6 separate regions of the Mus musculus genome follow, and regions 2, 3, 4, 5 and 6 are each linked to region 1. A link is a contact called in public HiChIP or PLAC-seq data. All regions are on one chromosome and are shown on one strand. The core of a region is the stretch at or near the end of the contact, and the rest is flanking DNA. Distances in the headings are between cores, read along the strand shown.

Evidence for each region. HiChIP or PLAC-seq counts read pairs in DNA pulled down with a chosen protein or histone mark.
Region 2: an H3K27ac HiChIP or PLAC-seq map of heart atrium shows a contact between it and region 1, with 8 times the contacts expected there. The contact joins the promoter of Glt28d2 here to the enhancer-like site in region 1. A contact is called at or near these places in 7 of 39 promoter capture datasets (the 3T3-L1 cell line, cranial neural crest, embryonic stem cells and 4 more), 1 of 15 datasets of contacts at CTCF or cohesin (the NIH/3T3 cell line), 4 of 115 datasets of contacts at active chromatin or transcription factors (craniofacial prominence, forebrain, heart atrium and 1 more) and 1 of 9 other capture datasets (embryonic trunk).
Region 3: an H3K27ac HiChIP or PLAC-seq map of heart atrium shows a contact between it and region 1, with 11 times the contacts expected there. The contact joins two enhancer-like sites. A contact is called at or near these places in 1 of 15 datasets of contacts at CTCF or cohesin (the NIH/3T3 cell line), 2 of 115 datasets of contacts at active chromatin or transcription factors (cardiomyocytes and heart atrium) and 1 of 9 other capture datasets (embryonic tail).
Region 4: a contact with region 1 is called in an H3K27ac HiChIP or PLAC-seq map of heart atrium, with 14 times the contacts expected there. The contact joins two enhancer-like sites. A contact is called at or near these places in 1 of 484 Hi-C or Micro-C datasets (frontal cortex), 1 of 115 datasets of contacts at active chromatin or transcription factors (heart atrium) and 1 of 9 other capture datasets (embryonic tail).
Region 5: a contact with region 1 is called in an H3K27ac HiChIP or PLAC-seq map of heart atrium, with 21 times the contacts expected there. The contact joins two enhancer-like sites. A contact is called at or near these places in 1 of 15 datasets of contacts at CTCF or cohesin (the NIH/3T3 cell line), 2 of 484 Hi-C or Micro-C datasets (bone marrow-derived macrophages and cerebral cortex) and 3 of 115 datasets of contacts at active chromatin or transcription factors (embryonic basal ganglia, heart atrium and stem cell-derived neural progenitor cells).
Region 6: an H3K27ac HiChIP or PLAC-seq map of heart atrium shows a contact between it and region 1, with 19 times the contacts expected there. The contact joins two enhancer-like sites. A contact is called at or near these places in 1 of 15 datasets of contacts at CTCF or cohesin (the NIH/3T3 cell line), 71 of 484 Hi-C or Micro-C datasets (the 3T3-L1 cell line, the AML12 cell line, the C2C12 cell line and 47 more), 8 of 115 datasets of contacts at active chromatin or transcription factors (a beta-TC-6 cell line, bone marrow-derived dendritic cells, embryonic basal ganglia and 5 more) and 4 of 9 other capture datasets (adipose tissue, embryonic stem cells, embryonic trunk and 1 more).

What each region holds. Positions count from the first base shown.
Region 1 is chr3:84,927,278-84,932,263 of GRCm38.p6, reverse strand. All of the region lies in intron 4 of Fbxw7 (F-box and WD-40 domain protein 7), which reads right to left. Among named protein-coding and RNA genes, the nearest start is that of Gm40080, 51 kb to the right of the region's middle. Within about 2 kb of position 2,908, at least 3 of the 459 cell types and tissues checked have an H3K27ac peak or open chromatin away from gene starts, as enhancers often do. A contact at or near this core is called in heart atrium, where this site is marked.
Region 2 is chr3:85,885,218-85,890,203 of GRCm38.p6, reverse strand. Glt28d2 (glycosyltransferase 28 domain containing 2) reads left to right here and starts at 2,686. Exons shown (of 2, transcript NM_177130.3): 1 at 2,686-3,077.
Region 3 is chr3:85,855,607-85,860,592 of GRCm38.p6, reverse strand. No RefSeq gene overlaps it. Among named protein-coding and RNA genes, the nearest start is that of Glt28d2, 29 kb to the left of the region's middle. Within about 2 kb of position 2,247, at least 37 of the 459 cell types and tissues checked have an H3K27ac peak or open chromatin away from gene starts, as enhancers often do. A contact at or near this core is called in heart atrium, where this site is marked.
Region 4 is chr3:85,635,000-85,639,985 of GRCm38.p6, reverse strand. Gatb (glutamyl-tRNA(Gln) amidotransferase, subunit B) reads right to left here. Exons shown (of 13, transcript NM_144896.4): 10 at 2,929-3,062. Among named protein-coding and RNA genes, the nearest start is that of Gm46809, 61 kb to the right of the region's middle. Within about 2 kb of position 2,690, at least 29 of the 459 cell types and tissues checked have an H3K27ac peak or open chromatin away from gene starts, as enhancers often do. A contact at or near this core is called in heart atrium, where this site is marked.
Region 5 is chr3:85,588,150-85,593,135 of GRCm38.p6, reverse strand. All of the region lies in intron 2 of Gatb (glutamyl-tRNA(Gln) amidotransferase, subunit B), which reads right to left. Gm46809 (a long non-coding RNA gene) reads right to left here. Exons shown (of 2, transcript XR_001783869.2): 2 at 3,310-4,986. Among named protein-coding and RNA genes, the nearest start is that of Gm46809, 15 kb to the right of the region's middle. Within about 2 kb of position 2,790, at least 24 of the 459 cell types and tissues checked have an H3K27ac peak or open chromatin away from gene starts, as enhancers often do. A contact at or near this core is called in heart atrium, where this site is marked.
Region 6 is chr3:85,550,914-85,555,899 of GRCm38.p6, reverse strand. It overlaps Gm3740. Among named protein-coding and RNA genes, the nearest start is that of Gatb, 21 kb to the left of the region's middle. Within about 2 kb of position 2,204, at least 32 of the 459 cell types and tissues checked have an H3K27ac peak or open chromatin away from gene starts, as enhancers often do. A contact at or near this core is called in heart atrium, where this site is marked.

The sequences.
Region 1 (4,986 bases), core at 1,659-4,158:
TGATATTTCCTAGTTCCATCTATTTGCCTGCAAAACTCGGGATGTCTTCGTCCTGAAGCCCTTTCTTAACTGTTGGCCTCTTTGTACAGTGGGCCTCTTAGGCATTTCCCCTTTTGTATTACAATGAGTTTAAGTTTTACCACAGACGGAAGATGCTTAAAAGGTTGTAGGGTTTTGTTTGATTGCTTGTTTGCTTTAAATTTTTGTATAGACCTGTATAGGAGCTTCTATTTTTAGCCAGTGCCTTGCATGTTAGAGACTGTAGTTTCCCCAGGAAACTCCTGATTTCTACTCTCTTCACTCATGTCTGTACAAAGTACTCAGGAAGAAAAAGACTGGTAGGACTTTAAATTGCATATTACGTGGTAAGCAACTTGCAAAAGACAATGTTTCTATATCCTCACTCAATGCTGTTTCTAGATCAGCTCCTACCACAATACTGACCTTCGTCTTCCGAGTATTAGGTCTTTGTCTCTTTTAGCCTTTTCTGGCATTTTCAAGCCCTCATGCCTCCTAAATGACTCTTAAAAGTACCTCCTAAAGGACTACACTGAGTTTTTGTTTTAGCCTTTACTTTCAAAATTGGTAAGTAGTAATTACTTTTAAAATTAAGTGTCAAACTATATCTGAGTTTGGTTAAATTTAGAAAATGAAATATTCAAAATCACAGCTGCATAGTCATTTGAAAACACAGTAAACAAAAACATGCCATGCTCCTAAGAGTACGAAAACTCCTAGAAGAGACTCCAACTTTAACAGCTTTTTCAACAAAACCAGTCCTACAAATCTGTACACTACCTTTCTCCTGCGTATCCCCTGCAGCATAAAAAGTATTGGAGTCAGCCCCTGTGGTCTGAGTGGATAGCCCAACTGAAGCCACCAAGTGTTTCTACAAAGTGTCACACAGCACCACTGAGCAGCCCAAACCAGGCCACGGGCAATGGTAGAACAGCGAGTGCACTGGAGTTAAGGATAATGGACGAGGACCACTAGGGCACAAAGAAGCACAGCGCCTGGAAGAAGGTGCAGCCAGCCAGCCAGGCTCCACCGTGAGGTCTTGAAAGAACCTGGGGACAAAAATCCATGCGTAACACAGGGGGGATGATGTGTGTTAAAATGTTTTATATTTATCTCTGCTGAAGAGATACTCGTGTGTGTTTATATATTCAGCTGAACATTCTGGAAACAGACACTGAACTGTGTAGAAACCAAGTTGAATTGCAGTTGGCCACCTTAAACAAGAAAACTGCTGAAACTAAGATAGTCAAGTTAATCATGGTGGAAATGGAACTCAGCAGAGAGAGGGAGGAAGGGTAAGCCTAGAAAGTGGCTAATGGGCAAAGCTATGGCAGATGTGACCTAAGTAACACTGGGTAAGAAGCAGGCAAGTGTCTCCGGCAGCTGCTGCAGCTCGCAGGAGAAGGACTCTCGTAGTGGAGATTATTAATAGCAGTACACTTTGGGAGAGGCCACCATTAATACTATAAAAATATCTCACTAAAATCCAGGAGTGTAAGAGTATAATATGACATAAAAACCAAGACATCTATCAGAAGACCAGCAATAAACAGACAATGTTGAATCAGAAATACATTTTTAAAATCACACATGTGGACAATCTATTTGGACAAAGACACAGAAACATAGCTATGAAAAGAGTAGAAAATCCTTACAGTTGGAAATAATACAGGTGACAAGTCTCTGGCAAAGGTCCTTTTCCACAACAAAGATCATCACTATGAACAAATAATTTTAGATTTCTTCTTATGCTTTCTTCATGGAGTATGATGACATGTACTTAATGGAAATATTGGAACTGACATCACCTAAGTGTAATGTCCCTAAAATGTTTACATAGGAATAAACAGACATATATGTTTTACAGTAAGGTTAGATGGGCCCTGTGGTATTTTAAAATTGGTACAATTTTCGGTAAAACAATTCATTACTACCTACCAAGAACAGAATAAAGTTAATTCTTTACCAAGTAATCCTACATCTACAAATCTGTGCATAATAATATGACTAAAAATTTTTTGTATACACATGGCCAAAGCATGTCACTATTCAAATTAGCAAAGAAGAAGAATACTGCCACATTCACGTGGCAGATCAGACACTTACCAGTACTCACAGTCTTGGAGAAACACAAGCAATACAGTAAGAATGGGTCTAACTGCCAATTTTGCGTAAAAATAATTAAATATTTAAAATTATTGTTTTGGTTGTTTCTGAGCAGTAAAATTACTAATAATTTAGGAAGTTATAAAGAAAGTATTTTATTTTGCATACAATAAGCATGTCCTATTTTTGAGATGTAAGTTGTTCAATGAAAATAAAATTTACTACATAAGCTACTCAATCCAGATAATTTGGGGAGATATCACATTTCTAAATTCAGAATTCATACTTTTGCTTTACCAAGAAAGGCCTTCACGATTGTGGTACAGTTTTTAGTAACACACACAAAAAAAATCTCTATACATATGAAAATTTTACTATAAACGGGATCATTAGACATTCTTCCTAAAAACAAAACAAAACAAAAAAATAAACAAACAAAAACCCAATACATTTTCTTAATAATTATGGCAGGCCTTTTCTGAAAAATTAACTGGCTGGTCTAAAGTCCACTAAAAGAACAAGATTAAAATTATATACAACCTAAACTAACTGAAGTCTATACATACAAAACCAACAGCCCATTAGGTTATATTTGAAAAAACACTAAAAATTTTAATACAGCTTTGTCTCTATTAATGGCACAGTGATTAAGAACAAATCCTAAACCAAAGCAATGTTGCTGAAGAGGTGCTGTGTCACTTTGTCCTTGTCCAAAGCACTGACTGAGGCCGTGGACAGGAAGGACAGTGCGCCAACGTGAGGGAGCCCTGCCTGTCTCAATGGCTGCCAGGTGAACTCAGCTGACTAGGTGTGATCCCTGGCTAACAAGGCAACAGAGAACAATCCAACCACTGACATAAACATTTCAAAATTTCAATGAGTAAAACTGTCTCAATGTGTAGCTTAAGTTAAAAATCTTGAAGGTGATTATACAAGACATTTTAAGCATATTACAAATGGACTGTAATATGCTCCCAGACTTATCTTCCAAACCTAATTATCACAGCAGCTGAAAAGTGCCAAGCATGTTAGGAAAAGGTGTATGTAGATAGACCACAGAGATAGTGGAATGCCAGGAGGTAAGATCACTGCTCAGGATCACCACAAAAACTGGGAGACTCACCTGTTTGAGTCCCTGGTCTACAGCATTCAGCTCACACTTAAGTCAATAAGGACCGAAATGGCTCATGATAGTAGTCACCCAGTAACACAGTTCCTAGGCTACTTACTGGGCTCTTTAAAGTCAAACATGGTGATACACACAACCAAAGCCTGCTACTAGAAAGGGTACAGCAGAAGAATTTCTAGTTCAAGGCCAGCCTGAGCTGTCCAGTAAGACTGTCTCAAAACATAAACACAATGAACAACAGAGAAGGACCTGTGAGTGTTTTCCCACACTCACTGCCTGCGCCCAAGCCCTACCCCACTTAGTCTTCCACGCTGAATGAGCACACCAGATGTTTAAGAATCTGATCTAAACCAACAACTGCCTATCAAAAGAGTAACACATAAGAGAAATTCTACAGGAACAGTCTAGATACTTGAGTGTTCCAAAGCTGGAATGAGTGAATAAGTGAGATTTATACATTCTAATATTAGCTGTAAGAATGGTTTTCTTCTAATATACTAACAATAAGATTCACCAATATTTCTCTTGCTAAAAAGAAAAATCAATTCTGCATTCTTATTTTAGATGTGACCAAAATGTAGAAAAATAATGAAACTGGAATTTTAGAATGTTACTGATGGTACTACCATAATTAAAAGCATTCCAGTTTCAAGGGAAAATAAAGCAACTCGTACATCATTTCTGTTCTCCTAAAGGATAATCAGAGCTTCTTAAAATTATAAGTTAAAGCCCCAAATCTTCTTTATATTAAGAATTACCTATGGAGTTTATTTTTTAAGATTACTTTTGCAGGTAGAGGTGTGTGTGTGTGTGTGTGTGTGTGTGTGTGTGTGTGTGTGTGTGTACAGGGAGTCTCTGAATGTGAATGTGGGTTCTTATGAAGTCCAGTAGAGGGTGCCAGTGGGCCATGAACTACAGGTAGACTGTGCACCATCTGACGCCTGGGGACCAAACTTTTGGCCACTATTATGAGAGCAGTCTGCACTATTAACAATGGAGCTATGGCTCCGGCCCCCTAAGGAACTGATTTTTACCAAATATTCTAGCTGATGGGTTCCTTAATGCTAAAGTACTCAATAGTGACTGATTAGCAGCTAGTTTATTATTTGTTATTTACTGTTACGAAAAACTTTAATCTTCACACACATTAGGTGAGAGCCTAGAAAAACTGATAAATTAGACTACCCTCATAGTTATGATACTTTGATAAGATAAACACATTTTCTTTTAAAGAGAGAGAGAGATGAAAGTTAAAAAATATAGCTATAATTATAGTTTTAAAGAATTTCCCACAATTTTCATAGGTCATGCTTTCGATTTTGTTCAAAACAATAGCTCCCCACAAATAGCAGCCGAGTCAGCACCTCTGGAAGGGATATGATGCTCTCCAAGACATCTGGCATAAAATAAGAGCAAACTATATGGTACTCCAGAAGAGTTCTCTCATAAACACTTAAAATATCTAAACTAACAAAGATAATGAAAATCCATTTAAAGTAACCAAATGTGGAAAGAGAAGGTCTCCTAACTCTGAGGTTTCCAGGAGTCAGAGGCAATGAGTCATGCCACACTCAACACTGTTTTTATAAAACAAAGCCTGGACATTCTGATTAAGACTGTTTCAAATCGTTAGCCATGTTCTTTATTTCTAATTTTCTAGTACAACTTTTATTCCCATACATAGTTTTATCTTGGCACGCAGCTGCACGGCCGTAACCTAAGCAATGTCAGAG
Region 2 (4,986 bases), core at 1,437-3,936, 960 kb before region 1:
CTCAAAGAGAAAGTTAAAACACAAGACTTGAATTTATTTGATTAGGGTCACAGAAATGGAAAATATAGGCCTGGAACTTGAATGGATAGCCTGGGCTATGATGATTCAAGTACAGGATAGGAAGATGCTAGAAGAGTTTAAGAAAAAGTATACCTTGTCTTACTAGTGAAGTGGAGCCTCACCACTTAATTATTCCCATAGGAATTGAAATCATCAAAAAACAACCCTTTTGCTCTGTTTGTTTGTTAGGACAATTTCTTGGCAGGATGATTATTATTCTAACAGGATGTACAGCGTTTGTTACTGAGCTCAACTCTAGAAGATAATACAAATTTACATTTACTCTATGGATGGCAATGTTTTCCTGTCCTTTTAGTTTCGATTTCAAGGCACCCAGGACAATGCTTCTCTTTGCTGCACTTTAGGGTCCTTAGTCAGAGATGACGGCATTTCTCTACTTCTTCATATGGATGTTAAGGTCGATAATCTAATGAGCTCTTTGAATAAGATTGTGTGAGAGTGTGTCTGGATTTGTTAATTTTTTTTTTTTTTTTTGAGACAGGGTTTCTCTGTGTAGCCCTGGCTGTCCTGGAACTCACTGTAGACCAGGCTGGCCTCGAACACAGAAATCCTCCTGCCTCTGCCTCCCAAGTGCTGGGATTAAAGGCGTGCATCACCACCGCCCAGCAGAATTTGTTAATGGAGGAACATTACTTTCCCTTTTACATTTAACTCAAAATTTCTGGCATTTAAAATGGAACAAATTTAGAAACACAAGGTAAAACTTTATATAACTGCATTTACAAATGGGAGTAAAAGCAGGAAGAGTGAGGAATGTTTGGCTTCTTCAATAAAGAAGTCTAATTTCAGTGTCTTAATATTATGTATATAGTTCAGCCAAAGAGAGTATACAGGAATAACACTGGGAAGGAAAAATCTATTTTGAAAGGCTAACATATTACTAATTGTATTATTTGACCTTTTATTACTGTAACAAAATACTTATGTCAACTTAAAAAGAGGGAAGGTTCATTTTGGTTTACAGTTCATTATCAATTGCCCATTTGCTTTGGCCCTGTGACAGTAAAGCACACCACTGTGGGTGCTCATGACATTTGAGAAAATGCTTATTTTATAATTGTTGAGACTGTTAATGTTTTTGTTCTTCAGCCCCCCAAGAGTGCTTGACAAACAAAAGTTACCCAATGGGTATTTGCTGAGTAAAGGAATGATTTGCCCATATTCCAAAGGCAGAGCAGACCTGTGACCTGCTGTTCGCAAAACCCTGCTCTCTTATTCCGTCCCCCCTACCCCCGATTTATATTCAGGAACCATTTTTTTTTTATCTTCAGGCGGCAAAAGCGAAAGTTGGTGATTCGGGCATGGTGGTGGTGGTGGTGGTGGTGGTGATGTACAGATAGTAGGAGAAAGCATGAAGTTTGTACCATCCAGTTGCTATGGGTGCAAGGAAAATTAGAAAACTAGATCTGCCCGATTTTGGTTATCTCCGGAGGTCATTCATGCAGAACAAAGGAAGACTCTTCCTCAGAAGCAGGATTTGGTGAGGCGCCAGTAGGATGCTGTGGTGGAAAACCTCCACATCCGTTTTCTCAGACTGTGGTGTAGCCCCATCCGCTGGGAGGAGGACTCAATTCAAGTTTCAGCCACACTAACCACAGGGCAATGCAAATAGCAAGAGAGCCGCTAACCAAGATTCAAATTCCTCCTATGGGATTTAAAGTACAGGAAGCAGAGCCTGGACAGACCGTCCAAGCACATAGGGCGTGGAGACTGAAGGGGAGAGCTGGCGTGGCATGCTGTTCTCAGTCCTTAGGCAAAGGTCGCCCCAGGTCGAGGGTTGGGCCCTGGAAGAGGATAATGTACCACACAGTGCCAAAGGGCCACCACCTCCCTGCTGTTCTCCATTCTCCTGAGCTCCGAGTTGCGAACTTTCATCCTTGCTAAGGACTATTCATTTAACAGCCCTTTCTTTTTGGCTGGAGGTAGGGTGGCAGTGGGGACAGTTGCCAGTGAATGAACGACACACACCTATGCAATACCCTCAAGCTCACAAATAAGGTCCGAACGACTAAAATTACCCCTAAGAAACTAAACTGCAAAACTGCAACTCTTTGCTTCCTTGCTGGAACCAAATGGCCTCCTGTTCATTCAGGCGAGTTTTCCAGTCCAGTAAAAGGAGATCACGTTCATCTTTTGCCTCAGATCTACTGGGACTGTCCTGTCATGTTAAAGTTCAAATATCTCAGGAAGACGAGACCAGGCGAAGGGAATCCGCGTGGGGCGATGCGTACGGCTCCGCACTCAAACCTTCTGGAAGTGGGAAATCTAAGACGTCCGCGCGTCGCGGTGTGCAGCTTCCTTTCCTCAGAAAACCCTAGAAACCAGCCGGGCGTGCCTGCCTGTCAGGCGTGACGCGGGAGGAGGGATGAAGTTCGCCAGAGAGGCGAGCCCCCAAGGGCGAGGCGTCCTCCACAACGCTCCAGTTCAAGTTTCGGTGGAAACTTTCTCGCAGAGGCCCCGCCCCCTTCACCTAGGAAACCGGTGCGCGCTGTAGTCGCGCAATTCGAGTCTCCCGAGCACCTGGCGGAGGCGGGTCTGGGCGACAGGGCGGGGCTTACTGGGGGCGGGGTCGGAGGCGGTGGAGGCCCTGGGGGCGGGGCCCCTGAGTCGCTCGGCAGGTTGGGCCCCGCCCCTGCCACCTCCCTGCCTCGGAGGGTGCGGGCTGTGGGGCGGGGACCAGCCCGAGACCTGCGAAGCTCCGTCACCCGCTGACGTGCTGGAGAAAAGTTGTGCCCCGACCTTCTCTAGCTGGGTGATTTGTCCCCGGGTCCTCAGACTGAGTTGAAGCCAGGGCTGGAGGTCACCGCGCCCAGACGCCCGAGGGCAGCTGCCCGGGCGCCTGGAGTTGGGTGTTAGGCCCAGAGGAGCCGGCTCAGTCCTCTGTTGTGCCCTGTGCGCTGGAGGCTCGGTTGTTCTCCCGCACCCGGGACCGTCGCACAAACTTTCTGACTGTCTAGGGGACACTGCGTAGCAGGAGGATCCGCGGCCGCACGCAGGTAAGAAATCTGTGCTTGAAGGCTTGCTTTTATTTTATTTTAGGGTGTTGGAGGAGGAAGAGACTGTCCCGAGAACCTCCTTCCTGCATCCTGCTGGGTGGCAGGAGCAGGTTTTGGAGAGAGGACTGGTAGGACGGCTGGGGAAGTCCAGTGACTACCCGGGACGCTGGGGGCTCCTGCAGGCGACGTTACTCAGGACTGACCCTGGAAGAAGAAGGCCAGCTTGTTTTGACGGAGGAAGATGTCATCAGGCTCTCCACCTCTTTTCTCAGTCCCTTGGGTCGCAGCGCCTGGGTCCCCCAGGAATAATTGGCAGAGACGATGAGATCTAGGTCTGTCTTCCTCTCCAAACCTTTCCTGGCATACACCAGAGTCAGAGGCGGTGCCACTGGGCTTGCAGCACTTTCCTGCTGTGAGGAATTTATTGTTGGGTTACTGTTGCTCAATTTCATAAATTCTCTGATGAAACTGAGTTTGAGTTATGGTTATCAGTGTGTGTATATGTATGTATGTGCGCGTGTGTGTGTGCTTGTTTTCCCTGGTTTCAACAAAGCTCCCTTGTTAACCCCACTCCTGCGAGGTTAGCTAGCTATTGTTTTATTTCAAGCTCGGGTGGGTGAGGTGTTGGGGGTGACAGCTACTGTGTTTGCTTGGAGTTTTGGGACTCCTGTGAGTGGGTGCTGAGAATTAGCCCAGGTTGGCTTTAGCCTCCTGTACTTGACAGATCAGCTGTCAACTATTCTACAGGTATTGCAGCCCTAGCCATCCAGGCGCAGGGGGTACCACATCCCCTCCTTTAAGAGAAAAGAGCTCCAAATGAAGACAGGCTGTTCTCAGGAGGAGGAAGGGGGTGGGGTGGGCGGGGGAGATGGCAGACCAATTGTTGCTTTCTTTAGATGGGGCCTACTACTCTGTGGGCTGCTCTGGGAGGGCCCTGCTATCAAGTTCATCTCATTAGGAAGTCAGCTGCTTTCAGCTAATAGCCATAGCAGCTCTGATGAAATTATATAGGTCATTGAAAAATAATTCCTGCTTAATCACCTTTATCCTGTTGATTAGCAAGGGGAAGATTTCCTGTCCTTAATGTACCTGCCTGACCTCTCTTGTGCACCTGGTGTGAAGATGCACCTGGTGTGAAGCTGCCTGGACCTAATGGACCCCAGCCAATGTCCTCATTTGGATAATGTCAGTGGTCTTGGGAAAGAAACTGGGTGAGAGATTCAGTCCAATATGGTAGACAGGTTGGCTTTATTTCTCAGATAAAGACTGATTTCTTTGAATACCAGCAAATTCTTTCTCATGACACTGATAAGAATTTTATCCATCTTTGCTTTGATACAAGTTAAGTTTGAGGTCTCGTATGCCGTTTGTCTTATAGTCTTAGGAATAAGATTAAATTACATGGGAGGAAAGGCAAGAGAGGCTGGCATTGCTGAGGTGGATCTAGAATGGTTGAGAGTGGTGTAGTCATTTAGGCTCACCTGCCCAGCTAGCTTTTTCTTGTTTCTAACTGCTGGATAGTTCTGTACCTCCTAGGTTTGGTTCAGAGCTCTTTCTGTGAAGTTCTTCCCCTAGCAGGACTCTAAGAGTCAATAGCTATAAACCAAGAAACAAATGCACAAATGTATGCAGCAAGGTGGGGGTGAACAGAGAAGCTGGGGAGTAAAATTGTTAGCTTATGTTACTTTTTTTTTTTTCTACAAGGTTTTAAGGTCAGTGCCTCATGCTTGCTAGGGAAGCACTCTATTCCCCGGTGACATCTTCTGTTGCTTTTAGAGGAGAATTTGATGAAGAATATCCCTCCTGTGTGGAAATATTACAAACTGACCATCTCTGATCTCTTCGTAGAAACTTGAGCTTCATTCTCTGTGCGCTTGTCCACAGGCCTGTCCAAAGGGCAGACCCTCGG
Region 3 (4,986 bases), core at 998-3,497, 930 kb before region 1:
GACCCTGCCTTAGGAAACTGCGCAGCATTTTGGCTTTGCTTACGACCGAGTGTTAAGTAGGCTGCTGAGTAGGTAAGAAGAGTTGCTTTCTTGCTGCCTAGACTATGCTGTATAAAAAGAGATCTTTTTTAAAAAAGATTTATTTATTATTATATGTAAGTACACTGTAGCTGTCTTCAGACACTTCAGAAAAGGGAGTCAGATCTTGTTACAGATGGTTGTGAGCCACCATGTGGTTGCTGGGATTTGAACTCTGGACCTTCGGAAGAGCAGTCGGGTGCTCTTACCCACTGAACCATCTCACCAGCCCCACCCCCCCACCTTTTTTTTTTAAAGAGAGATCTTTTTTTAAGTTAAACATTTTTTTTTTTTTTGTAAAAGGCAAACTCTATTTCTCTCAGTGGTCAGAAGATAAAGTAGATGCCATTATAACAAAAATATTTTTAACTAAAGAAGTCCAGTAGTTTTTTTAGTTAAATACATAGCATATTAAATACTTATCCAAATAACTAGTTTGCTGCCTTCATTTATTCTGTAGTGTCATTATTAATTATCGCCTCAAGCCACTTTTTCTGGTCAGCTTTTCTTTTCTTTCCCTTCATGCTTTGCCTTGCTCTCCTTCCCTTTTCCTTTTCCTTCTCTTCCCCCCACCCCCTCTGTCTTTCTTTCTTTCCAGGCAAGGTTTCTCTGGGTATCCTTGGCTGTCCTGGTACTCACAATGTAGACCAGGGTGGCCTCAAACTCAGAGATCCTCCTGTCTCTGCCTCCTGAGTGCTGGGGCTAGAGTGGATGAAGCCTGGACTGGAGAGCTGGTTTAGCGTTCTGAACACTGGCTGCTCCTCCACAGGACCCAGGTTTGATTTCCAGTGCCTACACTCCCAGTGCCATCACAGAAAGGTAAACATTTCTAAATCGATACACTTTGTTTTAGACTGGTGACCTATTTTTCGTTTCTATGGAGGGTCACAATGCTTTTGTGATTTAATTTATATGGGAAAGAATGACTTCAGTCGGACAGCACGGTGGCATTTTCAGACCCTCACAGAGTCTGATCGCAGCTGGAGAGGTGCAGTTGTCTGAAGAGGGTCAGCTGTGCTGCAGTGTCTCCTTTGTGGACAGCACAGGCGGGGGGTGGGGGGGGTGGGGGGGGGAGCTGAGCACTCTTCTGACTGTGTGCATGTTAAATGGCCTGATGTAAAAAACAAAACAAAACAAAACAAAACAAAACAAAACAAAACAAAACAAAACAAAAAACTGGAACTGCTCCTCTCCATGAAAACTGATCACTGTTGTTGAGTGTAGAAAAAACTATCTGCTGGATTTTTACTACATTAACCAGAGTCTTCTACTAGGAAGCACAGGGTACAGTTCTTTCTGATCTCAGTATCAAAAATAGTTGTTCTTTCTCTTGACCAACTGGTTTATTTTTACCCTGTGGACAGGAATATTAGACAGATCACATTTCTGTCTGCACGTAGACTGCAACAAAGCTCGAGCTTACCCCCTTTCCTTTCTCTGTTCAACCCTACGGCAGCTTGGTTTGTTTTGTTTTTTCCTGGCCCTCACTTCTTGTGGCCACCATTAGTGGTGCACCTAACTTGCCTTACTGCCTTAGAATGTGCTTGGAGAGAGTGTTCCCACTAGTTGTACTCTTTGAAGGGCTTTGCACGCATTTGGCACCTTGACAGTGGCTGAATGAATATCAGTAAGCTGTTTAAAATTAGCTCTGTTCCTTGGCTTAGCACAGTAGAACGTTTGCTTAGCACAGAGCTTGCCCAGGTTCAGTCCCCAACGCTGCCCCCAAAGGTGCTACAAGTGCAGCTTTTGCATTAAGCTGAGGGTCATAAGACTTATGTGGGTGAGCATACGGCGCGGGGCTGTAGCTCATGTGGTAGAGTGCTTGTGTAACATGCAGGAAGTGCTGGCTTTGATCCCTTGCACTGCAGAAGTCAGGTGTGGTGGCTCAGCATTTGGGAGACAGAAGCAGGAGGAACAGACGTTCATTGTCAGCCTCAGCTACAGAAGTAGTTAGAAGCTATGCTGGGCCAGAGACATTGGCTCAACCTCCCCCCACAAAAAAATCAAAACCAAACCAAAACCAAACCAAACACCTCCAAAACAAAACAGACAAACAATGGAACTATTGAAATGTTGACTGCAAGAGCTAAGTGCAAGCACTAACACTAGAGTTGGCCCTAGGGGGCGGGATGTGGGAATGATTTCAGATTATTATTCCTGACAGGACAGCCTCTGGCAGGAAGTGAGTGAGTGCCCTGTAAGTATTTGCTGTGTATTATTGCTGTTACATAGCTCATGCCACTTGCATAGTTACCTTACCTGCAAAAGGACTTGACCTTCTTTTTTCTACTTTTGAAGAAGTTACTGGAAGGCTGGAGTCTTGGGTCTCCCTTCTGCTTTCAGCCCTCTTCTGCTCTAAGATGAGTTATTTAGACTTTGTGTGCCTCTGTTTCCTCCTATGTAAGGTGCTGTCTTTAATGTTGACAGTTCTTCAATTCTTTAAGTCCCAATGGGTCTTCAATTCTTTGATCTTGCCTTTGCTGAAGCAAGAGGGTGGGGGTTGCTCTGCCTGACTCTTTGATCTGGGATGGCAGAATTCTGGCTCTGAAAGGGACATGGACCCATCACACTGCTCCTGGGCCCCTTCTCTTAGCTTAATCATTGCATGGTTTTTACTTTTTCCTTCCTTTGATACTGTTTCACTCCTTTTGAAAGCAGCATTTTTGCATGCTATGCAATGCCTTGTGTCTGTTCTCTCCCCTTGCTTGGACATAAGTTCGATAAGAGAGAGATCTTTATCTTTTTGTTTCAAGTGCCTGACATACAATAGGTACATGTAGGGATTCAAAAACATTCTTGGATGATCAAATAGATGAAATCTTTTTATGATCCAGTAGACAATGTTGAGTGGATGTTTCTGTTAGTTTTTCACTTTTATTCTTTTCTGAAATAATTTGCTTTTCTGATTTCCACCAGTGACACCATCTTCATGTTACCATCAGGAGCAAATTCCTGAAGGATGGGATAGCCACATCAGAAAAAGCAAATGAGTTGATTTCCAGGAGGATGTGGTCAGTTTCATGGCTTAAGACGCAGACACAGTGGTTAGAACTTTTCTTGTACAAGGTAGATGGAGCTTTCTTCTCAAACAGGACCTCAAGAACTATAACAAGAGGCCACTGGAATCTATTTCAAATTGCCAGAATTTATCACTAAACTCCAGGCTTCTGCTGGCTTCTTCTGATATGCTTCTTGTGACATAGGAATTCCACAGGGGACTCCTTGTGGTTTCCACCGTCCGAGCTCTGCAGGCAGCGTTTGACTGCCCTTTGTTAGTCTCTGGCCCAGGCAGGTGCCTCCTGAAGGGGCCTCGGTCCTGCTTTTCACTGTGTCATTGTGGCTTTGTCCCTCCTCCACCTCAGACCAGTCCTTCTTAATCAACTGAATGAAATTTCCACCCCCCACTTTGGAAAGTCTTAAATATCTCATTTATTATTTATAATATTTATGGATTCTCCAATGTAGGTTTCCCTTTTGAGGGGTAATGGAGTAGTGGGAGTGGGGAGCAGGGTCATAATTCGTAGCTGAGATGGAACCTGATAAACTGCTTGCAAAACTGTCCAGATGCAGGTGCCTTTCTAGAACGTCATAAAGTTTCAAGGGGTTTAGAAAAGTCTGAGGTCATGCCCTTCCTACTTTTGGGGGTATTAAAATATCCTTTTTTACATTATGTGATTGTTAAAATATCTAACAATAGTAATGGCTTCAAATGAGTTGTCTTTGCTTGGAAAAATAGGAAATTGGCAACTTAGCTGATCAAGTATATGTGTACAGCACATACACACACACACACGCACACACACATACACACACACACATACACACATACACATACACGCACACACGCACACACACACATACACATATACACACACATACACACACACGCACACATATACACACATATACACACACACATACACACACACATACACACATACACACATACACACACATACACATACACATACACGCACACACACATACACATATATACACACATACACACACACGCACACATATACACACACATACACACACACATACACACATACACACACATACACGCACACACACACATACACACACACATACACACATACACACACACACATACACACATACACACACATACACATACACGCACACACGCACACACACACATACACATATACACACACACGCATACACACACACACACATATACACACACACACATAAACACACACACACACACACACACACACACACACACACACACACACACACTTCCTCAGCCTCTTGCCCTGCATGGTCAGCTTTTGTTATCAGCTTGGGACACTTGGGAAGAGGGAACCTCAACTGAAGAATTGCCTCAGTCAGATTAGCCTCTTGGGCATGTCTATGAGCTATGTCCTTAATTGCTAATCTGTAGAAGGCCCACCCACGGTGAGTGGTACCACTCCTGGGCAGGTGGCTTGAGCCAGGTGAGAAAGGTATCTGAGAAAGCCAGAGGAAGCAAGCCCGCGATCAGGGTTCCTCCCTTGGCGTCTGTTTTAATGATCCTGCTTTGAATTCCTGTCTTGGCTTCCCTCCATGATGAAACTGAAGGCCAAGGAACCCTTTCTTCTTCCCAGTTCTTGGTCAGTGTTTTCTTACAGCAATAGGGAAGCAGACTAGAACAACCTCTTTGTGTGTATTTAAAGTAATTCGCTGCTCTATGAGGCCCAGAGTCCTGTTGGCTGCTAATCCCAGGAGCATAGGCCTCCATGTCTTTCCTCTGTTCAGCCATTTTTCAGGGTCTTTTAGACATTGGATTCCTGGGCTATGGTTTGACTGCTTATCCAGCCAGGAGATGAATGGATGTAACCTTTCCCATATGCAAAACAGCCTCCTTCCCTAGATGCAAAAAAGTGCTTTCCTTTTCTT
Region 4 (4,986 bases), core at 1,441-3,940, 710 kb before region 1:
CAGAAAAAGCAAAGGATGTCGACTCTCGACTCAGTGTCTTGGTGTTGGTCTGTGAATTGAAGGTTTCCTAAGCAGCCTTTTTGTCTGTCTGTCTGTCTATCTTCCATCCTTCCTTTCTTCCCTTTTTTCTTATTTATGCCACATATCCATTGATTATCACACAGTCCAGTTAAGTCAACAAGAATGTCTTCAGGGTGGTAAAAGGACTGTGGGCAGGTGAGTCTAGTCAGCAAGCAGACTTCTAGACACTTGCCCCTGACCACACATTTTCTCCTGTCCTTCCCCTGACTCTGGGCTCTTACTGGCTCAAGTGTAAGGTGTGGAGTTTTTGAAGGGCAAGTTTACACCTGGGGGAAATGGGTGAGAGAAAGAAAGGCAAAGGCTGCTGTGGGAGTTCAGGCCACAGTGCCTAGTGTTTGACACAGCAATGGGATGTGCCAAGGCAATGCCATACCCACTGGCCTAGCCTCCCCTTCCATGGAGACCTTAACAGGGCCTTGCCATCGTCCTAGCTGCCACAATGAAACCCTCTCACCCACTCCATATTTAAGCCTGTTGCTCATTCAGGTGTGTGCATGTTTTTAGGTTTTGGTAGCTTGGAGGATAAGTTCTTTTACAGGTTCATATTTTTCTTTCTCTGTCTCTCTGTCTCTCTGTCTCTCTCTCATTCTCTGCCTTGCAGATCGGACGTGAGCTCTTGGCTTCTGCTCCAGCACCATGCCTGCCTTCTGCCCTGCTTCCCACCATGACGATCATGGACTTGCCCTCTGAAACTGTAGGCAAGCCTCGATTGAATGCTTTCTTTTGTAAGTTGCCTTGGTCCTGGTGTCTATCCTGGTGTCTAGGCAATAAACTAAGGCATAGGTACATATATACACGTGCAGATGTGCACGGACTAGCCAAAGGTCCATGCTAGGTCTTTTCCTCCAAAGCTCTACAGCTTATTTTTTAAGACAAAGTCTCTCTGAGACACAGGGTTCAGTGACTGGCTAGACTATGGGGCTCAGAGATCCTGCTATTTCTCCTTCCTCATCTCTGGATTACAGCCATGGCCACTGTACCCAGCTTCTTTCACATGGGAGCTGAGCATCCAAACTCATGTCCCCATGTTTGTACCACATGAGCTATCTATCTCCCCAGTCCCTCACTCTTTCCTTCGAATTCTGGGATACCTGGTAGTCCTTCTACTCCTCAGCAGTTTGTCTATCCCCTTCTTTGTCCTGCTTCTGAGAGTGACACAGGATCCATCCTCAGCCAGCCCAGGCTAGTGTCTTCTCAAGGACTCTTCGCTACATTCACAGACTGCCACATGCACCATCAACTCCACAGCACCATGTGACTCCAGGTCTCACCTCAACATTTCCATGAGTGTTCTAGGTCAGGAACAACTTTACCCCGTGAATGCCTTAGAAACCCAGCTTGTCCTCAGCGAGTCAGGTGCTGTCTTTTCCTCTCTGACCCACTCTTTGCTGCTTCACTGTTGTGACTGGCTTCTTTCAGAGACATGCCTGGGCCTGTCCTGTGGGCTGTTCTTCCCTGGTTACTACAAGGCTGAGCCCTAACAAGTGTGCAGATGGAATAAGTGGGAACTCTCAATGGACACCCCTAGGCATTCTGGTCAGCTGTGGATCCATGTGCTGTGACGGCTGCACACCCCACTTGGTGTCAGTCTTACCAGCAGCTCAACCCAGAGCATCCTCCCTAAACCCTGCCTTCACTGTTCTTTCGGCTCCTGCCAGACCTCAAAAGACAGCCATTATCTCACCTTGGTGCCCAAGTGAGGAATGGAGAAGCCCTGTGTGTGTGAGAGAACACTTCCCTTCTTTGGTATATCTCATTTTAGCCAGGCCACTGTCATCTAGGCACAGGCCTTTCAAGGGCACTGCTCATCTGCAGTCTCTCCCTACTGAGATTCCTCCTACTAGACAAGCTGACTGCTCTCTTACTTTGCCAAGGACTGAATTGGACCCACGCTGACAATACACGCCAGTGTGAAGCTGTAACCATCTGATGTGATGTCATGAGAAGGAAGAATCTTCATCGAGTGACTGCGGTTAGATGAAGTCATGAGGGTGGGCTCCACAATGGGATTAGGAACCTTCTAAGAAGATACCAGAAAATATTCTCTCTCTCCCCAACACCCCATCATGTGATGATAGGGCATGCTGATAGCCATCTGAGGTCCAGCAAGTTAACAGGTCAGCCCTGATTGCTGTTCTTCTCAGCCTGTAGAACTGTGGAAAATAAGGAACTCCTTCGGGATACTTTGTTTTAAGTGCCCAAGCTATTAATACATGCCACAATCCTCCAGTATGAATTGGAGTGGACCTGTGATCCAGTTTGGCCTGAAAATCTTCCAGCCTGTCACCTGCCCACCTCAGCCTGCCGGGGCCTTTGGGTTTTTGGAGCTCACATGGCTGGCTGCTTGTCTGATCATGGCACTTGGAGATGTTTATAACCCACACTCCCATTTCCTCAGCAACCCAAAGTCCTTTGGTCTTGCATCTTGAATCATGTCCTAAGGGAAGCCTAGAGTGACTTCCCTGCGTCCCACACGGACACCAGATTTGTGCTTCACAGTGCCATGTGCATGCCTCTAGCACACCAGGGTCAGACTGAGAAGAGTGGCTGTCTTATGGGTCTGTAAAAGCCACAAGGGAGCCAATTCCTTGTCTTGTTCATCCTCAAGCTACTAAGCCCTGGCACAGTGTGCAGACACAGCGTACTATCAGGGATCTGAGCACAGTGGATTTCCAGATGGGTTGGACACTATTTTTAGAATGTGGAACTCAAAGGGGATTGTTTGTCATCTTGTTAGGGGACCCTGAGGGAGAACAGGCAGAGTAAAAAATTTACCCTGTCCTATTTCAATTGCCTCTGGACAGAGTTCATGATACAGAAAGAAAGAAACCCCCAGACCTCACTCACCTCTCACTGACTGCAAGATTCTGTTGCTTTAAATAGCACAGAAAAGTGTTCAGGACCCAGTTAGTCACCTTTTTTGGCTCTGTCCTAGTTTCTTTTATCACATTCTGGAAGAACTCCAGTAGGCCAACTTCATTCTGTTAAAAAAAAAAGTATATATGTGTCTGTGCATATGTATGCACCTACACTCCTCCCTAAATTTAAAGACCCGAATTTGGAAGGCAGTTGGAAACCACTGCCTTCTGCTGCTACAGGACATCTACGCTTCCTTCTGAAACACTGAGCTGTCACCAGAGCAGTCTGTTTACTTCAGCAAACATAAAGACCCTTCTACTGCCACTCAGAATTCATACAAGCATATTTTAAAGGGAGTATACCTATATTTTAGAGTGCCTACCATCATGGACAGGAGGATAGTGACATCTACTCTTTTCTGAACTTGCTGTCCCTCAGGGTAGTGAAGTAGACTTACATGGCTTGACTTTGATGACCTTTCTCTCTTCTATCCTGTCCCCTTCTAGATGCCCTGGTGACCACTACCAAAGGAGGTGACAGATGGAACAAAGCCACCTGTATTCATCACGTCCTGAGAGATAGGCAATGATGCTAGACTGTTCCAAACCAAGCAAGAAGATGTACATGTGTGACCCAGGGAGACTAGCTCCACAGTGGGTAGAGGAAGCCTCTGACTTCTGAGCTAAGCTTGGAGTGGTGGCCTCCCCTCTTCTCATGCTCCACAAGATATTCACCAGCTTGGTCCAATGAGGAGACTTTTCTCCGGGCTTTCCTGCTTGCCCCACTCTGGACTGCAGTATGAGTAAGGGCATGCTCCTTGCATTCACTCTGGTAAGTACAGACATGTAGGTTCTAGCCACAGAAGACTCTTGGTAAGAGCCAGTGTATGGCATTGGGGTCTCTTGTCACCAAGTGCCCACTATAAATCACATGTGAACGCTCGTCCTCTGTTGTACCATGCTCACCTTGAAGTACTAGGTACTGCCACAATTATGCATGAGAGCAGCTAAGACACTCATCAAGTTGTATGCTACTCATCAACTCACAGTGATTAAGCTAGCCCTAATACTTCTGTAAGAAAAATAAAAACATGTCCTATTTGTAGTAGAGACTTAAACCTCCAAAATCAGATGGTATGTTTAATTACATATGTACACACACACACACACACACTGCAGTATGTACACGTATGTGCCAATGTCGGTTGTAGGCAGTGACCTCAGGTCTTCTGCAGGAGCAGAATGTACTTCCCACCACTGAGTCATCCCTCTAGTCTCCAGATGCATACTTTTAAGCAGCATATTTTTCTTACCCACTGGAATTCAAATTATACAATATTATTCTTGAAATATTCTTATGTTTACTCTTCAGCTAAACTCATAACCCTTTCCCTGTAGAATTCTTCATTAAGCAAATGACCATTCTAGAAAACCAAGATACTAAAAAGTGAGACATACTAACAAAGTGCACTCAAACTTTAGCTACTGTTGAAGTTTAATACGTACATCTGCACACAGCTGCTACAGTAGACATTCCACAATAAAAAGCATCTACACGGCCTTTAACTGATGAATTCTCTGGTGACAAGCCTACTGAATAATCCCACAATCATTGCTTGCATCTCCTTTTGAGCCACCACTATTATTCTGCTCATGCTAAACTAGGGCAAAGGCCACCTCAGCAGCCCAAACTTGACTATAGATAAAGGCAACCCAGGTAACTCGAAGATGTGTTGCTTAACTTCTGGAAAGTCTTCAAACTTCTCCACTGGTTCACGAGTCACTGGGGAGGGGAGGAAGGGCTATGTGGCTCACCCTGGGCAGGCAGAGTCCTTCCTGTTCTCACTCAGACAGGTTAGCCCACTGGTAGGATGAGCTGTCAGGACCTTTTGCAAGGTTTTCCTTGCAACAACCTTGTTTTGCAAGGAAAGTTTTCCAAAATCCACCTAGAAAAACTGCACTAAAGCCTGACAGCTTGGCTGAGTGGCTGGGATGTGATGGATAACTTCTCTTTTACCCTTGGGTGGTTTTATTATTGGATGGATAA
Region 5 (4,986 bases), core at 1,541-4,040, 660 kb before region 1:
AGAGAGAGTGCATGGAATAACAGACTATGTCACATTGCCAAAACTTCAAGCACAGCCAGAGGGTGATAAGAAACTCTAATCTGAGGAGTGACATACCCTAAATATTCAAGTCAACATTTGCTTTCTTCCATACACAGATTAGATCAGTATAAAGCTGGAAGATTTGATTATGGCTGAGAAAGAAACAACTGACTTGAACCAGCTAAACTCTAATTGAAAAGAAGAAGCTGGATGCTTCGGACACTTCCTGGGGAGACACAAAAACTCATGGACACTTAAAGGGGAAGCAAAATGTGTGCGCGCGCATACCAAGCTCTCAGTTGTCAAAATGTGTGTGTGTGTGCACATATACCACGCTCTCAGTGGGCAATAATCTGCACTAATCATAAACAGTACATGATAAGATAAAATTGCTGGCCTGGAAATGTTTTTTAAAATATGAATTTCTGAAGAAAAAAATGAAAGAAGGCAAAGGAGTGAAGAGGGGAGAAAGAAAAAACATAGAATTATAGAAATTGACAACCAAATACAATGTACAATCTTTGACTAGATTCTGGAATGAGAAAACAAAAGATACACTTGAAAATGAACTGTGCCAAATAATGGCACTGTGTCAAGGTTAGTTTTTCTGAGTGCGACATTAACAGGGATCCATATATGAGAATGTTTTTTGTTGTTCTTAGGTGATAAATGCTGAAATATTTAGAAATAAAGTCCTATGCTATCTGTAACTTATTCTCAAATGGCTCATCTAAGGGGGGCAGCCTAAGGGCAAGGAGAATTTTCCCTGTACTGTTCTCTCAGTCCTTCTACGAATGTGAATGATTTCTAAATAAAACTGTAGGGGCGAGGCATGGTGAGGTGTGATAAGACTCCCACACAGAACAGAGAAGGACAGAGAGCTGGGGGAGGGGAGGCTGTTTGTAAATCACAAGGGCATCTGAAGCTTCTATGCACCGTTGCTAAAAATAAGTTTTAGAAATGAAAGCATCCTATATACTAACTGTATTGACCTAAATCTTTCTATGTCACGGATTCAATTAAGTTATAGGATATTTTGAGACCCCTATATAGGTGATAAAGTATGGTGCAATCAATCCTCAGTAAAATGGAACAAAAAGAGTCTGTGAACAGAGAATTCTATAACATCTATATAGAACATAAAAATTCTACATATAAGTAGCCATGTGTATTTTTAAGAATATAAAAATGTTCTTTTAAAACATATTTTACCTAATACTCATTCTTGCATATACAGTTGGATTGACCCCACCCTACCCCCACTACTCCCCCCCACCCCACCCCTCTCTCTACTTTACCAGTTATATCTTTTTTAGTGGAAAACACACTTACAGAGTTGGAAAGCTGGCTCAGCCATTAAGAGTATGTACTGCTCTTGCAGAGGACCTGAATTCTGCTCCTAATAACAATGTAAAGAGACGCATACCCCCCCAGCACTTGTACCCCCCCCCCACGCCTCTGGCCTCCAAGGGCACCTGTATTCTTGTGAATATATTCCTACAAATACAAAAGAACATACATAATTAAAACAAAACAACAACTTTTTTAAAAAGAAAGAAAATACATTTAGCTTCCCTAAATGCTATAAGTGACCTTACTTTTTACTGATACTTGCATTCTCTTGTCTTGCTGGGTAAATATGTGTGTACACTTTCCAATCTGTGCTTTTCTGAAAGAAAGGGGTTAGGTGAAATTTTAGTTTTAACTATTACTCAGGTTACTGTGCCATCTAAGTTACTTCAGGGGAGTGGTAGGTATTAGTACCACCATCATATTGGCCATGATAAAATGAAAGTACTTATATTTTAAAGATGAAAAGTCAAGAACTGAATACTATAATAATATCAAATGAAATCTATGTGCCATGTGAGAGGCCAGGAAGTGCTTTCACGGACATGGATTTCTCTGCACAGATGTAAACTGGAAGGAGTAAGGTAAATAGGCTGGCTAGCTGACTGTGATAAACAAACAAAGGTAGTGGCTGGCTCCAGGCATTCTAAAGGTTTACAAAAGCTGTAAAGAAAAGGTCCCTGGTTGTATTTTGCTGGAAGTGAACAATTAGCAAATACTGCAGAAAGCAGCGCAGCCTGGTGCTTTACACTAAGATTGGTAGAAAGGCACCTCTCACCCATAATTTTAGGTAGGTTGCTGGCCTCCCTATATCATTGGGTCAATCCCCAGCTGCCTCACCTACCAAGTGGGGTTGCTGCCCCTGACCTTTCGCTCTGTGATGGCACGAGTCTGACAATCACAGATTCTCACTCGTCTAGGTCTCATAAGGAGGCTGCAGAGCATGAAAGAGAAGAACCCTTGGTTATGATTCTTGCTTGAATCTCCTGTGAAAGGAGATTCAAACATCAAAATTTAGAAGGGAACATTTTAAGGCTCCTAGAAACACTAGTGTATTTTCATTTCTACCTATTGTTCCTGCCAGCTTGAGTCTTTTCTCAAGGGACGTGACTGGATGTGGAAGGCTGAGAGGCAACAAGCTCACTAGCAAGAACTCTCTGCCATGAGGAACAGAATGCTCTTTGAGGAGCACAGCCTGAATACCTAACTCTGCCAGAATCATCCAGCCTAGATTTGCCATCTCTAGATGCCAAGGCACAATGACTTCCTAGCTTTGCCAAGATTCTAAAAAAAGATGAGAGAAAGCCTTCCCCAAGATGTCGTAGCAGAGCAGGCAGTCAGATCTCCCCCTGACCCTAAGTGCTAGACATGGAGCTGAATGCTCCTAACTGTTCACCATAGAAGGGCCTGTCCAGAGGACTTGGACAGGACACAAGTACATCCTCATGACATGAACAAGGAATTCCACAGAGCCCGCCCCAGTGCCTCACAGCTCCTTCCAAATATGACAGAAGCTAAACAGCCACATGAGCTCTCACATTCCTCAAGAGCTCATGTAGCCTCCACTCCCTTGTCCCCTGTCTCCATATACTAGGCCTTTTCTGTTCCCCAAGGAGACACCATTCTGACAAGTGGTGAGGAGAACTGAGCTGCTCACATGTGGAATGGCTGTGGAGAAGCAGCATTCCCATCGCAGGGTCCAAGTCTGACTCTTCAGGACTGAGCCGGAAGGAGCTCCTCTGGATGAGTGGCACACAGCCACATGATTGGAGCCACGTGACAGTCTGTTGATAGACGCAGCTTCTTCCATACAGTGGGAAGGAGGCATGCACTCTGAGGAAGCAGAGGTCGACTGGACAGAAATTATTGGAAGACATCTGGCTACATATAAAGTAAAAGTATCAATAAAGCAGTCATCAAAAATGAGGCTGATTCGTTTCTCTCCACCTGACTGCAGTTCTCACCGCTCAGAGGGAAGATAATTTGTGTTAATCTTCTAGGACACTCTTGCTAGTTCCTATAAAATCTACCTAGAACAACTCACTGCCCCCATGCCCACCACCCCACCGCTGCACCCCAAGGTCACAGAAGAAGCTCAATAGCAACCACCAAGACCGGCCATACACTGGCATGGAAGTGCTTCCCAGGTCTGCAACAAGGTTTTAGTTCTGGAACTGCCTCTGGGAAAGCAGAGGCGCCCAGCAGCATGGCCTCGGGCTGCATTTTATGACAGGCCTCCGCATAAATCAACAGAACAAAGCCTGTGTGAGCTACCAAAGTGTCAGACATGTACACAAAACACTATCAGCTTTTTTTCACCTATTACATATTTATATCACCAGAAGACCCTTAAGCTTTGCACTCCCAGCATCTCTGGTAATATGCCCATATTTTATTTTCTATACACCCTTACCTCTGTTTCTACTATTAGACATTTTGTGCTGTGTAGACAAAGTTAACCTAAAACAGTTCAGAACCTGTCTCTTGTTGGAGGACATATTCTAAGAGAAAGAGAAATCAATAACCCTAACCCTAATATGGAATATAGAATATGAAAATGAGACAAAAGCCTTTCCTAGATACAATACCTACAGTTTCTTGCTAAAAACTGAACCTGAGGGGCCCAGGCTGTTGCCCAGAGTAGGGTATGGCCATAAAGGAGCCGACTCCTGAAACCCTGAGGTGCCTTGGGCTCTATAGACCCAGGAGTCATCTGAACAAAGCTGACAGGGTCCCTCCAGGTTCTCAGGGTGAGGACAGAGGAGAAAATGAACTCCAAATCTTCACTGCTGCAAACACCAGAGCAGCTGCTCCACTCAGTTCCGAGGAAGGAGGTGACATCATTTCTATATAGCACTTAAGGGACTGACTCACTAAGGGTGAGATAAGAAAGGCCACTGCTACAGTTTATATCTAAAGTGTCCCCAAAGGCCTGTGTGCAGTTTCCACCTCAGTCACGTCTTAGCTTGAGTTCTGTTTTAGCAGGAGCCACCCCTAAGGATTAATGGGCTGCTCTCAAACAAGCTCAGGTGAAATTTTCTAACTCTGTGCTCCATGAATCCTCAAACTGAAAGATAAATGAAGTGTGCCATAGCGATGGGAGCACTGGAAAGTAGCCAATGAAGCAGGGCTCTAAAAGGGCTCACTCTCAAGCAAACCTCTAATGGATCCCTCTCATCAGCCCTTCATCACCCAAACTTACAAGACATAGAAGGCAATCACTTTAGCCAGAATTAGTTTAAAAAAAAAAAAGTCAGAGTAAGGTCATCTAGGTGCTTTCAAGTACTATAATTACTAAACACAGCCTATAAAATAAGTAGATTTAAAGTTCTTGAACAAATCAAGATTCTAACATATTAAGAAAGACATTATTTTCAGAAAAACAAGATATTTGAAAGATATAAAATTTTCACGAATGAGACATTTACAGTAAAATTTTTAAAAAGTTAAAGATAGGCATAACAAGAGAAAAATCAATAAGCCAGAACAGAGTATAAAGAATACCCAAAATGAAACAAAAATAAAGAAATCTAAAATAAATTTTTGTTATTGTCATGATTTGAACAGTGAATACTGGCAAGCTGAAGTCACAGTTGTATGCAACGCACAGGTCAT
Region 6 (4,986 bases), core at 955-3,454, 620 kb before region 1:
TTGTCGCACAGTCAGCATTCAACAGATGGTAGTAATGATGAGTGGTTAGGGCTTGTGTCTCCAGAGCTGCCTGTCTAGGTTCTACCTCATGCTATCATTTATGAGCCATGTGATTCAAAAGCAAATCACTCAAACCCTCTGGGCTTGTCTCTTCTGTAAGATGCTATAGTAACAGTAGCCACCTTAGAGGACAGTTATGAATTCTAAATATGTCACCCAATAGAGAAATGTGTAGAATTGAGCCCTGGTGCATCAGCACTGCTCAATAAACATCAGTTTATTGTTATTAGCTATAAGACAACAAGGCAGCTATTCCAATCATGCATCAAGTTTTCATTTGGGGTACAAATAAAGCTGCAATCTAATCTTTGTCCTCTGTGTCTGTTTGGACGTCTATAACAAAGTATCTTAGACTAGGTAGTTTATAAACAAGATAACTATTATTCATAGCTCTAGAACCTTGGAAGTCCAGGACTATGGTACCAGTAGATCTAGTGACTGGAGAGGGGCAGTTTCTCACCAATGGTGCCTTCTATGACTTCTCAAAATATAGAAAGGCAGGTGAGTTCCCCAGGCCTCTTTAATACAGGGAATGACCACCTTTAAGTGATCAGAATTCTCATGACCTCTAGTAATCTCTCCTAACTGCTCATAATCTCTTAGCAGAGATTAGACTTCATTTTATTTAGGGTAAGGGAACACAGATAATGAAACCATAGCATGTATTCAATAGGTTTGTGCATAATAACAACACAGATTATCTTTCCTGATAACAGGTGGCTCATTAGCTAAAAGACCTCCAGTCCCAAGACCATAGGTGTTATGAAGGGGGAACCTTTGGTGGCCCATGCTGAGATGTGCCCCTGAGCAACAGACCTGGTGTAAAAGAGGTCTATAGGAGGAGGGGGAGGGGAGAGGACCTGGGGAAGGGATAGAGGCAGGCAAGTGAGAATATAGACAGGCAGATAGACGGGAACAGAGCCATGAGGACAGAGAAAGGGGACAGAGAGAGGGGCACACCCTAAGAACAAGAGAGGGAACACCAAGGACACACAGAGAGATAGAGTGGCAGCACACACCTGTCACACCTGGCAGTGGCCTCAGGTCATGGTGCTTAAGCTAGGTTCCTGAGGTCAGGCCAATGGAATCACCTATATGCTGCTAACAATAGATCTTTAAGCCAGGAGTAACGGGGCATTTGAAGACATTCTGTGCTTTGGTAGCTAGTTTTATGTCAACCTATCACAAGTAAAAGTCATCAGAGAGGGAGGAACCTAAGCTAAGAAAATGCATCTATAAGATTGGGCTGTAGGCAACCTTTAGAGCATTGTCTTAGTGATGGTGGAGTGCCCAGCCCAGCCCATTGTGAGTGGTGCCATCCCTCTGCTGGTGGTCCTGGGTACTAACTTCTGTCTTAATGTTCTATTTCTGTGAAGAGAAAGCATGAACGAGGCAACTCATAAAAGAATACACTTAATTGGGAACTTGCTTACAGGTTCAGAGAGGTAAACCCTCATCATCATGGTGAATGTGATGGCAGGCAGAGAGGCATGTGTTGGAGAAATAGCTGTGAGTGTACATCCTAACCTGGCAGTGGGGGTGGGAGGAGAGAAAAGCCTATGGGAGGGCATTCTCATTCAAACCACCACAGACTCAGAAACCATCACCTTACCACTAGCTGTAAAAATGAGTATGTACAACAGATATTGAACTTTGAAGTCACCCTGTCTTCAAACCAGGTACCTACTCCCACCCAATACCCAGAGTTATCTAGAGGCACCTGCTAAGCGTCTCAGCAGCCCGAACTCTACCCCATCTTAGGATCAGCACGCAGCTGCTGTACCTCAGGACTGGCAGCTTTAGATCCTAGCATGGTTCCCAGAGACTGAGAGGGCAGCAGTGCCCACACACTCTGTGACTAATTTTTGAAAGAATAACCTACTAATCAGCGTGGGAGGGAGCAGAACAGCGAATGTGCCTGTCTTCATATGGTATCACACATCATGTAATACAAATGTACTATCTAATTCAGCATGGTTTCTTCCCTCCCACACTCTCCCTGCGATGGCTTAGTGTTTATTTCTCTTCTGAGAACTTCTCAAAGGTGTGGACTAATTTTCACCACTGGCTATATGTGGATTGGATAGATGAACACACTCATCCATTCAACGCGTATTTGCTGAGTCATAAGCATCACTGTGGAGTTGTAGGAGAGCTTGAGACAGACGTGCCCTGTGATCCCACGGGGCTCCCTGTTTAGGAATGAGACAACAGACAGCTTCCAATAAGAAGCTGAATAAGGAGATCCCAGAGAGCAAGTGTGATAAACCCTCAGGAGCCTACTGAGGCAAATGTCTGTGGCACTTCCCTGTAAGGACAAAGCAGTGTGTCCTGTGTCCCCGAGTTTCATCTCTGTGCAGAAGGTCCCTACAGAGGAAAGGAGGGATCCAGACTGACCTGAAATGACCCAGTCCTCCCCCAACGCTCGAGCAGCAGCATGGCTTAACTGCATTAGTGTGTCCTGCCATTGTCTGGAGGTGACAAGACGTGGCCTCTCTAACCGATGGGTTTACAGGAGTATCCCAGCCAGTCTCTGCCCTGTGACTGTAAGTTTAAAGATACGAATCTCAGATTGTTTGAAGTTAAAAAAAAATCTCCATTCTTCTATTCCCTTTCTTTTCTTTCACTTTCTACACTAAGTAAGAAAGTGCCTCTTCCAGAAATGACCTGTATGAGCCCATCTTTCCCTGTAAGGAGAAAAATGAAAGCTGCCACTGCCTGAGTCCTGACAGTGGAAAGCCTGTTGTATTTGTAAAACATATGTATATGCAGGGAAATTATTTTTTTAAAAAGAATATATAATAAATGTATTTTGACTGCTTTATGTGCCTAAGTAATAAAAGAAAAACAAACTTAATTGATCTAAACCAAATGTGCCCCTTGATGCATGTAGAAACTCCCATGGAGATAATGGAAGGTTGTGTTTGGATTTCAGCATCATGTGTGTTATCCAAAGGCAGAGACTGGTATTTAGTACACGTGAATGTGTTCTGCATCCATATATTAGGTTTTTGTGTATGCCTGTGATTTCTGTATTTCTACTGATAGCCTGGGATGGAGAGGAGTGTTGAGAGCTGAGCTGACTGGCAGAAGCCATGTGAGTAGAGTAGAGGGCTAGGAGCATTTGTGCTCTCATTTCTCCTTGGTAAAAGGTCTCCGTGAGTATGCTTGGAAAAACATTTTAGGAATTTCCATGGTGGTGATAACTTCTAGTTCTCTGTGATTGTACCATGTGGGGCTGAAAAGGGGCAAATAGCAAATGCCCTTTGCTTCTCTGCTTAGCTTTGTTTATGAGCCTTGTTCTGTAGACATATGAGCTAAAGTAGGAGCAGAAATAATGAAGGTATGATAATAACTTTCTCACCAATATGATCAAATGCCTGGCTCAAAGGAGGAAGGCTTTACCTTGGTGTAAAGTGCCCCAGTCCTCTATGATGGGAAGGGCACAGCAAAGCAGAAATGCTTGGAGTGTAGAGTGTGGGGTGTTATATTTATATCATGAGAGATAAGAAGTAAGAGAGAGTGGATGGGATCAGGGACTTTCAAAGTAATGCCCCTGCCTAGTGACCTGCGTCTTCCAGGTAGGGCCTACCTCCTTAAGTTTACATCATCTCTCTAAAATAATGTCATCGGGTATAAGCCACGCATTCAGCACATGAGCCCGTGGGTAACACATTATATAACCATCTTCCTCATCTGTAAAACCAAGGTTCAGAATCCAAGAGAGGGAAGCACAGACACTGGGGACTGGGGGAGGGCGCCCCTTCAAACTTGTACTAAGTCTAATTTTGTCAAGTGAAATGATCAAAACAAATTACATATTTATTCTAGGCACCCATGGAAATGGTGAGGGCAAATTATTCCAACGCAATTACTCTTCAGAAAAGAGTTATTATTCAATTTCTACTCTTGCTCTTAATACTTCACTTATATTTATATCCCTAATGCTATCAGGACACATTAATCCAAGCAAGACACCAGCCAAGAATCTCAGCTATCATTTATATTTGGTATGCTTTTCTACATGCATTTACAACACCAATTAAAGCACATACATGCAGACAGACAGACAAACAGACCCACAATCACATGCTCCTCCCTCACCCACAGCAGAGCCATTTGTGACAGGCTAATTCCTAGTAGATTCTCAGTGGATTGGTTTCACAGCTTAGCTATTCATCGTCAGACAGGGAGTCTGTGTTCTCCCACCCCCGACCCCATGCACTTCCAGTTTGCAGAATGGTGCCAGACTGGCATCTTGTCTTGTGACTTGATAACAGATTCCATTAATAGTGCATCCAGTGGCCCTGACATCCAGTCCTGCTCAGCTGGGGGCATCTGGCAATTAGTGCCAGCCTGGAGAACTGCAAGGGCTGTGGAGCCAGTGCCAGGTCATACATAGAGGCTGACTGTGGTCCACAACCTCTGTATGCACAAGGAATTGCAAAAAGGGAGCTTTGAAATGAAATGAAAAAAAAAAGCTGAGGGAAGATATTGGGTCCAGACCTTCTTCATATTTGCCATCCCACTTTGTGAACTCTGCGGTGAAACAAAACTACCACTGTATCTCTAGGCTGGGCTGAAGCCTAGTTCAGTGGTCTATTTATTCCCCAGCACATGGCTGGGGCCCGGTGATTGTCATTATCATTATTAATGATGGTAATCATTGACAACATGGTAAACAACTTGAAAAGATCTAGCTTCCTGAAGGGGAAAAAAATGTAAGTCACTGTAAGAATGACTCTTTTACATGGGAATAAATAGCACATTTGTGTCTTGGTACTTTAAATTATGTCTTTGCTTGCCGAGGCTGGAGGGCATAGGGCTCAGTTTTAAACTCCAATAAATGAACAAATGGATTAGCGTTAGGCAAAGGGTGCATGTTGATCAAAACCAGCCATTTGGACTTTGGGTCCCTAATTACAC